Regions from separate parts of the Zea mays genome. Here region 2 is linked to region 1. A link is a contact called in public Hi-C data. All regions are on one chromosome and are shown on one strand. Each heading gives the region's core, a stretch centred on a gene start, on an enhancer-like site or on the middle of the called end of the contact. The rest is flanking DNA. Distances are from core to core; before and after follow the strand shown. Region 1 holds the start of LOC103636281 (Putative regulator of chromosome condensation (RCC1) family protein). Region 2 holds the start of LOC100279855.

Evidence for each region. Hi-C and Micro-C count contacts between places; a contact is called where the count stands out from the background.
Region 2: a contact with region 1 is called in a Hi-C map of leaf, with 2.8 times the contacts expected there. The contact joins the promoter of LOC100279855 here to the promoter of LOC103636281 in region 1. A contact is called at or near these places in 8 of 25 Hi-C or Micro-C datasets (bundle sheath, ear, leaf and 2 more) and 1 of 3 datasets of contacts at active chromatin or transcription factors (seedling).

What each region holds. Positions count from the first base shown.
Region 1 is chr8:164,159,164-164,164,171 of Zm-B73-REFERENCE-NAM-5.0, forward strand. It overlaps LOC103636281 (Putative regulator of chromosome condensation (RCC1) family protein), which reads left to right and starts at 3,321. Exons shown (of 10, transcript XM_020543436.2): 1 at 3,321-3,988; 2 at 4,094-4,368.
Region 2 is chr8:164,288,124-164,292,570 of Zm-B73-REFERENCE-NAM-5.0, forward strand. LOC100279855 reads right to left here and starts at 3,194. Exons shown (of 24, transcript NM_001152808.1): 1 at 2,995-3,194; 2 at 596-707; 3 at 366-465; 4 at 201-269; 5 at 1-123. The coding sequence starts at 648.

The sequences.
Region 1 (5,008 bases), core at 2,071-4,570:
GTCATATTGACATAGAGCAGTCTCGACACTGTATGGTATGCTTATCAATCATGACGTCACGATCATGTTGATACGGGGATTTTATAGAGGTTCAAGTTGCAAGGTGATAATATCCTACACCCTCTCTCATGACGAATTTCTATATAAGAAGACTATACAAGAGCGCAAGCTTGAAGACAGAGGGGATTGTACGTTTTTTATTACCTTCATGGTCCTCCTTATGGTCTTATAGATGTTAGTGAGGAGAATCCTCCCAACCTTCAAACAAAAAGGTCTTCTCTTTAGGTGTTGTGATATTAGACTCGAGTATTGGTCGTCCGATCTAATCCGATCAATACAACAGACTGATACGATCTATATTTTTTTATCGCAATAATTCACTGATCACGCATAGGCCACAAGCCATGTTTTTACCCAGATCCCAATCCAACCCGAAGAAATCTAACCCAAAGCCAAAAAACAAGACACAACCCAAAAAAAACCTAACCGATCCTGAAAATCTGACCCGATACGTCTAACAGGTAGGCACGGGCCAACCCAATCTAACCCGACACTGGGCACGGATCAAGCATGGGCCATACCAAACAACCCACAGGCTGACCTTGACCTAACGTTTGAACAAGTCTATGTGGATAATTATATATTTGTTTATTAACCTGAGGTTGTGAAAGGGAAATGACCTTAAACCATTTTTCATATTGATTTGGTGCTTGGTGACCACCACAACCTTTCGGACTAACTAGTTTACCTAGTCTTTGATTCACATGTTCATAAGTTCAACAATTCAGTTTCTAATTCAAAATCAGCTCAAATCAGTCGAAAGGGGTAAAACTTGGAATAGATGATCTAGCACCAACTCTACACTTTGGATAAATTCTATATACATCTAGAAACCTATTTGACCTATTTAGAAGTGTTGGAAAGATCGGACTCAACGAATCACACTTTTGGAGTTAGTTTGAGCAAAAAGAGGAACATGTTGTAGAGAGAATAAAAAGCTTAGGATCCATGACTTCGGGGGTGTTTGGTTTCTAGGGACTTAGTCCATTCCTTTTATTCCATTTTAGTCCATAAATTGCCAAATACGAAAACTAAAACCCTAGTTTAGTTTCCGTATTTGACAATTTAGGAACTAAAATGAAATAAAATGGATGGACTAAAAATTAGTCCCTAGAAAATAAACACCCCTAAACTATTTGAAAAGTAACTAGATATGTTTGTCCAAATCATATGAACACTCTTAATTGCAGTCACACTTGTTTGAAGATGATATATTCAGAAGTGTCAAAACTAGTGCGCACTTTAGCGCACCGAACCAAGTGCGTAGAGGGGCCGGGACTTGGCCTTCGGCAGCTGCAGACCGTTTTGGTGGGTCGTCGGACCAAAGTTCCAGAGAGGATGTTTTTCGGGCAGAAACAAGCTGACGTGTCGGACTGGTCCGGTGGTACACCGGACCGTTAGATAGGTTGAACAGTTGACTTTGCTCCAACATCTCTAGTGACGTGGCGATGGCATGGTGCACAACAACCCGATCCGGTGCCTCTGAGGCTCTGACAGACGGAGACGGTCACCTAATGCGGACAGTATCAGGCGGTCCGGTGGTGCACCGGGCCGACACTCTAGGCCACCGGACCGACAATCTAGGGTTTTCGGTGCAACACCCAACAATGCATAGTTTAATACACTACTCCAACAACTGTTTGAGTGGTTGGGCTATAAATACCCCCAACCAACATATCGAATAAATAAGAGCTACACCAAGCATCCATGCATTCAAAGCCATGCAAGCGTCACATTCGATCGATTTGAGTTTGAGAGACTTAGTGCCTTGTGCATCTGAGTGGTGCAAGTTCTTGTGTTCTTGTTATCGAGTTCCTTTCTTCTTCCAATCTTATTCTCAGACGTTGTAAAGCTAAGCAAGAGACTATTTCTTTGTGTGGAGGTCCTTGCAGGACTTGGTGTCCGTCGAGAAGAGAAGAACACTCGATCGATCTCCGTGACCGTTTGAGAGAGAAAGGGTTGAAAAAGACCCGTTCTACGTAGACTCTTCAACGGGGAGTATGTTGCTTGGAACCGAACCTCAAGAAACAAATCGTCTGTGTCTTTATGTTGATCCCCATTTGCGGGTTGCTTCTTTTATTGCTTGTGCTTGATTTCATATCAAATTAAGTTATTTTTAAGAGCAGAGTGGCCCCGTTCCACCATACTTCGGAACCAAACACTATCTAAAAAAATAACATCTATCATCATAACATAAAAAATATAGCCAGCTACAACATTGTTACATTAAATATATTTACATATTATCACTCTGTTTTTTTATTAAATATATTTACATATTATCAATTCATTCTTTTTTTATTTGCCGTGTACCTGACTATTTGAGAATGTAGGTAGTATGTTTTTATTTTTACACTTTTAATTTAATATTTGATCATTTTTTAATTTGAAACCGATTCACTCTAAAAGGCAAGATTTACGTTCTTCGTGATCAGATCGCAGCAGGTCGTTCCTAGCTTTTCAGGGGCCTAGCGCGAAATTCGATATACAGGCACATCCACACACAAATAGATATAATTATATATATATATAACCAAATATTTGACGTATAAAATTATTATGCACCGTTTTAAAGTTTATAAGAGAATAGATATAACATATAGCAAAAAACACTTACTTGTTATATGATATTATTAAAAATATCTTCTAACATTTTATGATATAAAGTCATCGCTTATATCATCGAGATCAATCTCATTTAACAACTTTTTTTTGATATATAGAATCGCCAAGCCATTTGACCTCTTTTGAGTTATTTGTTGACCATAAATAGTTCACAAAAAATTTTAATTTTAAAAAGCTTCCCTCTACCGAAGCAACCATCAAAATAAAATTTTTTGTTTTGCTTCTTTAGTGGATTTATTATCATCAATATAAATATAAAAATTAAGAGCTAAACCAAATACTATTTTGAAACGGATGGAGTATTCAATAAGTAACTGAGACATTAGTTTACCAATATAAATGAGACTAGTCGATAACTCGATAGCGCATCACTTTTTACATATTTGTGTCTAGAATAGATATGCTTAACAAAAAAAATGCCAGCATCCAATGGCTAGGGGATCCTCTGTTTTTAGGACTCGGTGTGGCCGCACACACCGCACCTCTTCAAGGCCGGCCCTGCATCGCAGAGGAGGGTACTCAAACCTCAAGGGCGACGAGGAACGACGATCGCCAGTGTGCATCCGTTTTCACGAGGAGAGGCCGTGTCGTATGGGCGGCGGGGACAAAGGGGCCGGCGGCGTCGTGCTTGGCCTGAAGCCCTGAACGGCGACGGGGACAAAGGGGCCAGCGGCGTCGTGCTTGGCCACGAAGGCGAGGCGGCGGCTAGGAAGCCTGAACAAGCCAATGTTAGAAGAGTGAGGGAAGGTCTACATGCTAATATGCCAAGGTGAGACAATCCAGCGTTGGATCAGAAATTAAAGACTGAGATTTTACGTGTGCACCATGTGCACCGATCAGTGATGTGCACAGGATACGCCGCCGATCCCCTATTCCCCTCCCTCCACAGCCTCCTCTCTTTCTCTCTCCCGACTCCTCAACATCGCGACCTCTCTCCCCTCCCCTGCCCCTGCCCCTCCCACCTCCCTGCACCGCCAAACCCCTCGCTCCCGCCTCCTCCTCCGCCGCTCTAAGATCTGGTCTCTCGCGGCCCTGCGGCGCGCCCCGAGCTCGTCGCCTCGCGCGCACGCGAGCTTCCCTGCCCACCCGGACACGAGCCGACGAGCGAGCCCCCCATTGCGGCGCCCCGTTTCCCCCGCACGCGGCGGCAGGGCGCGGAGAGCGAGTCCGGCAGTCCGCGCGCGCCTGTTCGTGATGGGGCGGTGCTGGCGCCGGGGCTGATGCGGAGGCCGCTGCCATGTCGGACGTCTCGTTGGATCTCGGCGGCATCCGGGCGGGGCCCGTGGAGCGTGACATCGAGCAGGTACGTGCAGCGTGCTGCTAACTCTTCTCCGCCTGGATTGATTTCTCCTCCTCCATCCATGGTTGATGGTTCTACTGTGGGTGCAACTGAGATGTGGATGTGCAGATCATCATCTATCGCCTGCGTGCTCTCAGCCCGCGTTGGGCGGATTGATTTCCCCTCCCCGGTCCATGGTTCTACCGTGGGTGCAACTGAGATGTGGATGGGCAGCGCCTACGTGCTCTCTGCCCACGCGTAGCGCGGAATTTTGGGCCAGCTCGTGCTCTTTGTGTGCGGACGTGAAATGGTGCCTGATTCCGGCGGAATTCATGGTCCTTGATGCTGTGGTTCGATGGTTTTCTTCTTACGTGCTACATTGAAGCTCAGACTGGACATTACAGGTCGCTGTTCCCCTTCCTCTGCTGAAATTCCGGGAGGTAGGAAGGTTGTTGACTTGTTTGGCGTCCAACCACTAATTCGGGTGTATAGAGGTCAAGCCGGGACTATTATGCTTCTCATTCCCTGTTTTCTGGAGCTGAGGGGATCAGTCGACAGTGGCATACTTCGGTGAACAGAAGATTCATTCTGGGAGCGAGGACCCTTACTTGTTAGTCTAGTTCTTTGACTTGCACGCTCGTGCCTTTTCCCCTTGCTGTTTTGGCCTTGGTGCTGTGCTTGCCCATTCTGTTGTAGCTGCTACATGGCGCGCTGAAGTCGAGCTGAGGTTTGACGGATGTCGCATTGGGTTTTGTGGAATTGTGAAGAATTGTTTGGGGATGGTTGCCGTGGCTTTGTGGTTTTGCGGATTTCAACTCCTGTATGTTTTGAGAGGCATGTCCGACCACATGGCACACAAATGGACAGTTTAAGCTGATTCTACTACTGTAGTCCTATACTTCTATTTTTGGCACCAAGGAGGGTGTTGCAGTGTGCGGGCTTTGGAATCAAGCGATGCTTGATTTGTTTTTTTCTTTATGTATGTACAATATATGTCCACCATTCCGTTTGTGGCTTGTTCGTTTCACCTTTAATCCATGTGGA
Region 2 (4,447 bases), core at 1,944-4,443, 130 kb after region 1:
AGGCTTGAAGTATGACAAGAATTTGTCAGATTCATAACCTTGGAGTTCCCTATGTTGGATTGCACGACCCCCAAGGATGGCATCAAGTTCAACTGTCTTGATTGCTGCAGTCCCAGCTTCATCCTGCAATACAGACAGTCACAAGGAAGGCTAGAACTAGTACACATAATAAAACAGAATTTAAGTTCACAAGTGTGTACTTGACTCGAATCTTTCCCAATCCAGAAGTGGATATCATATAGATAGGCACCACCTTTAGTACAGGTCGTCTACAAATGAAACAGAAATAGCTCACAACTTTTTTTCTTATGGATGAAAAAATCGAAGATGTTTTATGGGATACAAGAAAAAGGGCAAGCAGGCACCTGCAGAACTATGTATGAATCTCCACAGTAGAATTTACCATAATCAGATTTTGGCAGCGGAACTGGCTTAAAATCTTCAATCCGCCATATTTCTGTCCCACTAAATTATGCTAAGGGATACATATACATTCATAAACATGTTCTATATTTGCAAGCTTGAGTAAATGGAAAAAATCTATCAGTTTCTTAAAAGAGAAGCAGAATATACTGACAAACATGTGAAAGGATACACTTTTTGGCCAGCCCCTTGAAAAGCAGGATCTAACACTTTTGCAGTTGACATCTGGAAGCAACTTTTCTTGGATTACTTCGAAGAAAACAAAATGATAGCAGATGCTTCCCCTGTACAAGTGTAACGAATATTAGAGACACCACATGTTGAGAATGGAAAAACAATAAAGCAATTAGTTTACATTAAAAATATGAATGTGTGTTTGATTAAGCCAAAAATAAAAAGGGAAAACATTAAACCAAAATACCAATTACAAATAAGACAGGTAACATATTATATAGATGTCAAAGTTAGAGAAGTTTGACTTAGGGCAAAGCTAAAGTGAACTATAATTAGGAATGGGGGAGTATAAATGTATAATGCACAAGGTATGGAAAAGATCAAAAGATTCAGAAATACATATTGAACTACAATGCTAGATATAGCTCTAAAATCAACTGAGCGCAATTTCAGATTCATCGTTGCCTTATAGATGTTCACTACTGAGCTATTTGCCTATTTCCCATAAGAAAAGAAACCCAATCGTCTCCAAATTCCATCGAACAGAATCCTTGTACCTCTACCTAATTCCTCATTTCCTCCAAGTAGGGATGAAAACTGTTGGAAACGGTCAGAAGAGGCCGAATTGTTTCTGTTTTCATTTTTTTCACAGAAACAAATATGGCACCGGTATTATGGCATGTCGATAATGCATAGTAAAAAACAGCAATGCAACACCATAAATAGGAATGATAAGCCAAGTCTTCAAGCATGATTTACTGTTTTTTTAGCTAACAAGCATGCTTTACTACCCATACTGGTTGAACACACATGTAAACTGATAAGTTAAAATAGCAGAAGCATATGGGCGTGAGTATATGCAAAAAACGATATACGGGTGTGCTCCGTACTAAAATGGTAAATCACTAAGACGTAGAAACCATTATCATTTCCATGTTTGCTGTTTCTGTTTCCATTTCCATATCCCAAGATCACGGTAAAGGATATGTTCCGTTTCTGTTTTCATCCCTACCTAACTTTGTGTAAACTGTTGGCATGTCAACATTCTTGCTCGTTCTTAAAATATGGGTTCAAGTTAGTGCTAATAGACTAAAATAGTAAAAATATAACTTTGTGTAAATGGTAGGCAGCACTGAATTTTTTATTTTACTACTGCCCTCAAACAACTAGTAGGAAGTGGACAGCGAGTGCATGGGCTGATCCAAATGCATGCTATTGGAAGTACGCCATTGGGGTGTTTGGTTTGATGAATGAGGTAATCACTCCTCACTTTCTTGTTTGGTTTGTGGAATGGAATGAGTTGATACATCACCATTTCATTCCTCATAAGCTAATAATAATAATAACATGAGGAATAAGTTCATTCCACCAAATTTATGGAATGAACTCATGATGCACCACCTCATCTAGAATGGATTGATTCTTCAAACCAAACACCACCTATATGTATTATCTAAAGCTGCTCATAGTTCAAGTTATTAGTACAAAGAGTTGCCTAAGTGCGAGTTTAGCGGTGTGTCAACAGGCAGTCTGCGTGACCCAAAACCTCTGCACATACTACATGTAAGAAAGCCCCGTCTTGTTCCTCTAAGGCTATCTCCAGCAGTCTTACTCGTCTCATCTCATATTTCAAACTTCACTCTCAATGCAAAAAGAGTGTTTTGCACGGCCATATGCACAGTCTGCTTGCCATAAGCTTAAGAAGCACAATAGGCTATCTCGCTTCTCGCAGCATTGTCCCTTTTCCTTAAACTCCTCCAAAACCCGGCATTCGTCATCCTTGGCATATCCATGGTTTTTCTTGCCACCATGTTCATAACTGGTGCTATATGCCTCCCTGGCTGGATACAGACGCTGGGGCACGTGTCACTCTTGGCTTTGGCGCCTTGGCAGCCTTCCACCAGCCTTGAAAAAACAACTATCCCGCTAGAACAGCAACAAGGTCTGCAGCGCGCTTCAGTATTTCCCCTACCTATGATGCAGACAGCGATTGCGCACGGCGCGATCCACTCTGTACATGGATGGTTGCAAGGTGCTCGCGGTTGCCAGATCATGGGACTTTTCTTCAAGCAACGGGCAGCTAACGGTGGTGTTGAGCTTGAGACGGGGAATACCAAAAGCGACAGCAGCACCCCACCACGCGTCAAATAAATTGGCAAAAAATGGATGAATCCAAAACGGATTGGATTGGGAGGACTCAGAAGAAACAAGCGACTCGTGTCGCCTGGAGAAGCAATTCGTCCGCGGGAGCTATGCCATCGAACTAAACTAGCCAGCGAAAGGAGAAAACCGAGCAGACCCCGGGGCGGGCGGGCGGATCTACCACGAGGACGCCTGCGGGAACTGCGCAATTGAGGTGAGAGGGAGAGAGCGAAGGAGAGAGAACAGACCAAGTACCTGGATCTAGATCGTCCGGCGGGGCGGCCGGCGGAGGGCCTGCGGGTCGCCGGATCTGCTACACTCACGGAGAGAGAGAGGGCGGGCGCCCCGCCGATCGCGGGATCAGGGGGCGGGAGGGGGGAGCGGAACACGGGGAGGCGAGGCCACTGATCAGTGGATCAGAGGCAGCAGGCAACGCACAGGCGGAAACCCGGACGGACACGCGGGGAGAGAGATGAGCCACCTGGAAGGCTGGAACAGAGTGGCCAGTGTAAATAGAGAAGGGCAGGGCAGCGGAGGCGATGATGGACGGGGACGGCACTGCTTGCTCTGGCTCGGCGGTCTACGTGCTACTAGCAGTACGTAACAGGATCCGCGACGGACCACCGGCAGCGACCGACCAGGGCGGTAGGCGGGTTTTTGTGTGTGTGTTTTTTTTAAGTTGGTCCCTTTTGCTGGTTTTCTCATTTTTTAACTTTAATCGTTTTTTTTCTCAGTTTTGTCCTACTCTATAGCACTAGAAAAACAAAATTGAACAAAAGAAAACACGACTAAAGATAAAAATAAGTACACTAACAAATTGACCCAACTTAAATACAAGTTTAAGTGGTAGTATCTGAACTCACACACTACATACACCATCACAGTGCTTAGGACTGTGTTGGCGCCAAGGAGGATAGACGGCACGAGCAAGCCCAATAACCTCTTTCTTTGGCCCGGATTGGAGACAGTAGCCCATCTGCGCGACATGTAAATTGTGTTTTGTTTTATAGGTATAAGTGGTGGTTGGAAGAGGGGAAGAGAGAACTGGTGAAAGGGAATTAGGCTTACACCTAGTTCCTAAATAATTTTGGTGGTTGAATTACCCAACACAAATCTTTGGACTAACTAGTTTGCCCAAGTGTATAGATTATACAGGTGTACAAGGTTCACACTCAGCCAATAAAAAGACCAAGTTTTGGATTCAATAAAGGAGCAGAGGGGCAACCGAGGGGACCCCTGGTCTGGCGCACCGGACTGTCCGGTGTGCCACCGGACAGTGAACAGTACCTGTCCGGTGCACCAGGGGACTCAGACTCAAACTCTTCACCCTCGGGATTTCTCGGAAGCCGGCGCGCTATAATTCACCGGACTGTCCGGTGTGCACCGGACATGTCCGGTGCTCCAAGGAAGCGCGGTCTCCGGAACTCGCCAGCCTCGGGTTCGCGCGGCAGCCGCTCCGCTAAAATTCACCGGACTGTCCGGTGTACACCGGACTGTCCGGTGTGCCAGCGGAGCAACGGCTCCCTGCGGCGCCAACGGCTCCCTGCGGAGCATTTAATGCGCGCGCAGCGCGCGCAGTCGTCAGACTCGCCCATACCGGTGCACCGGACATCAAACAGTGCATGTCCGGTGTGCACCGGACACCCAGGCGGGCCCACAAGTCAGAAGCTCCAACGGTCAGAATCCAACGGCAGTGATGACGTGGCAG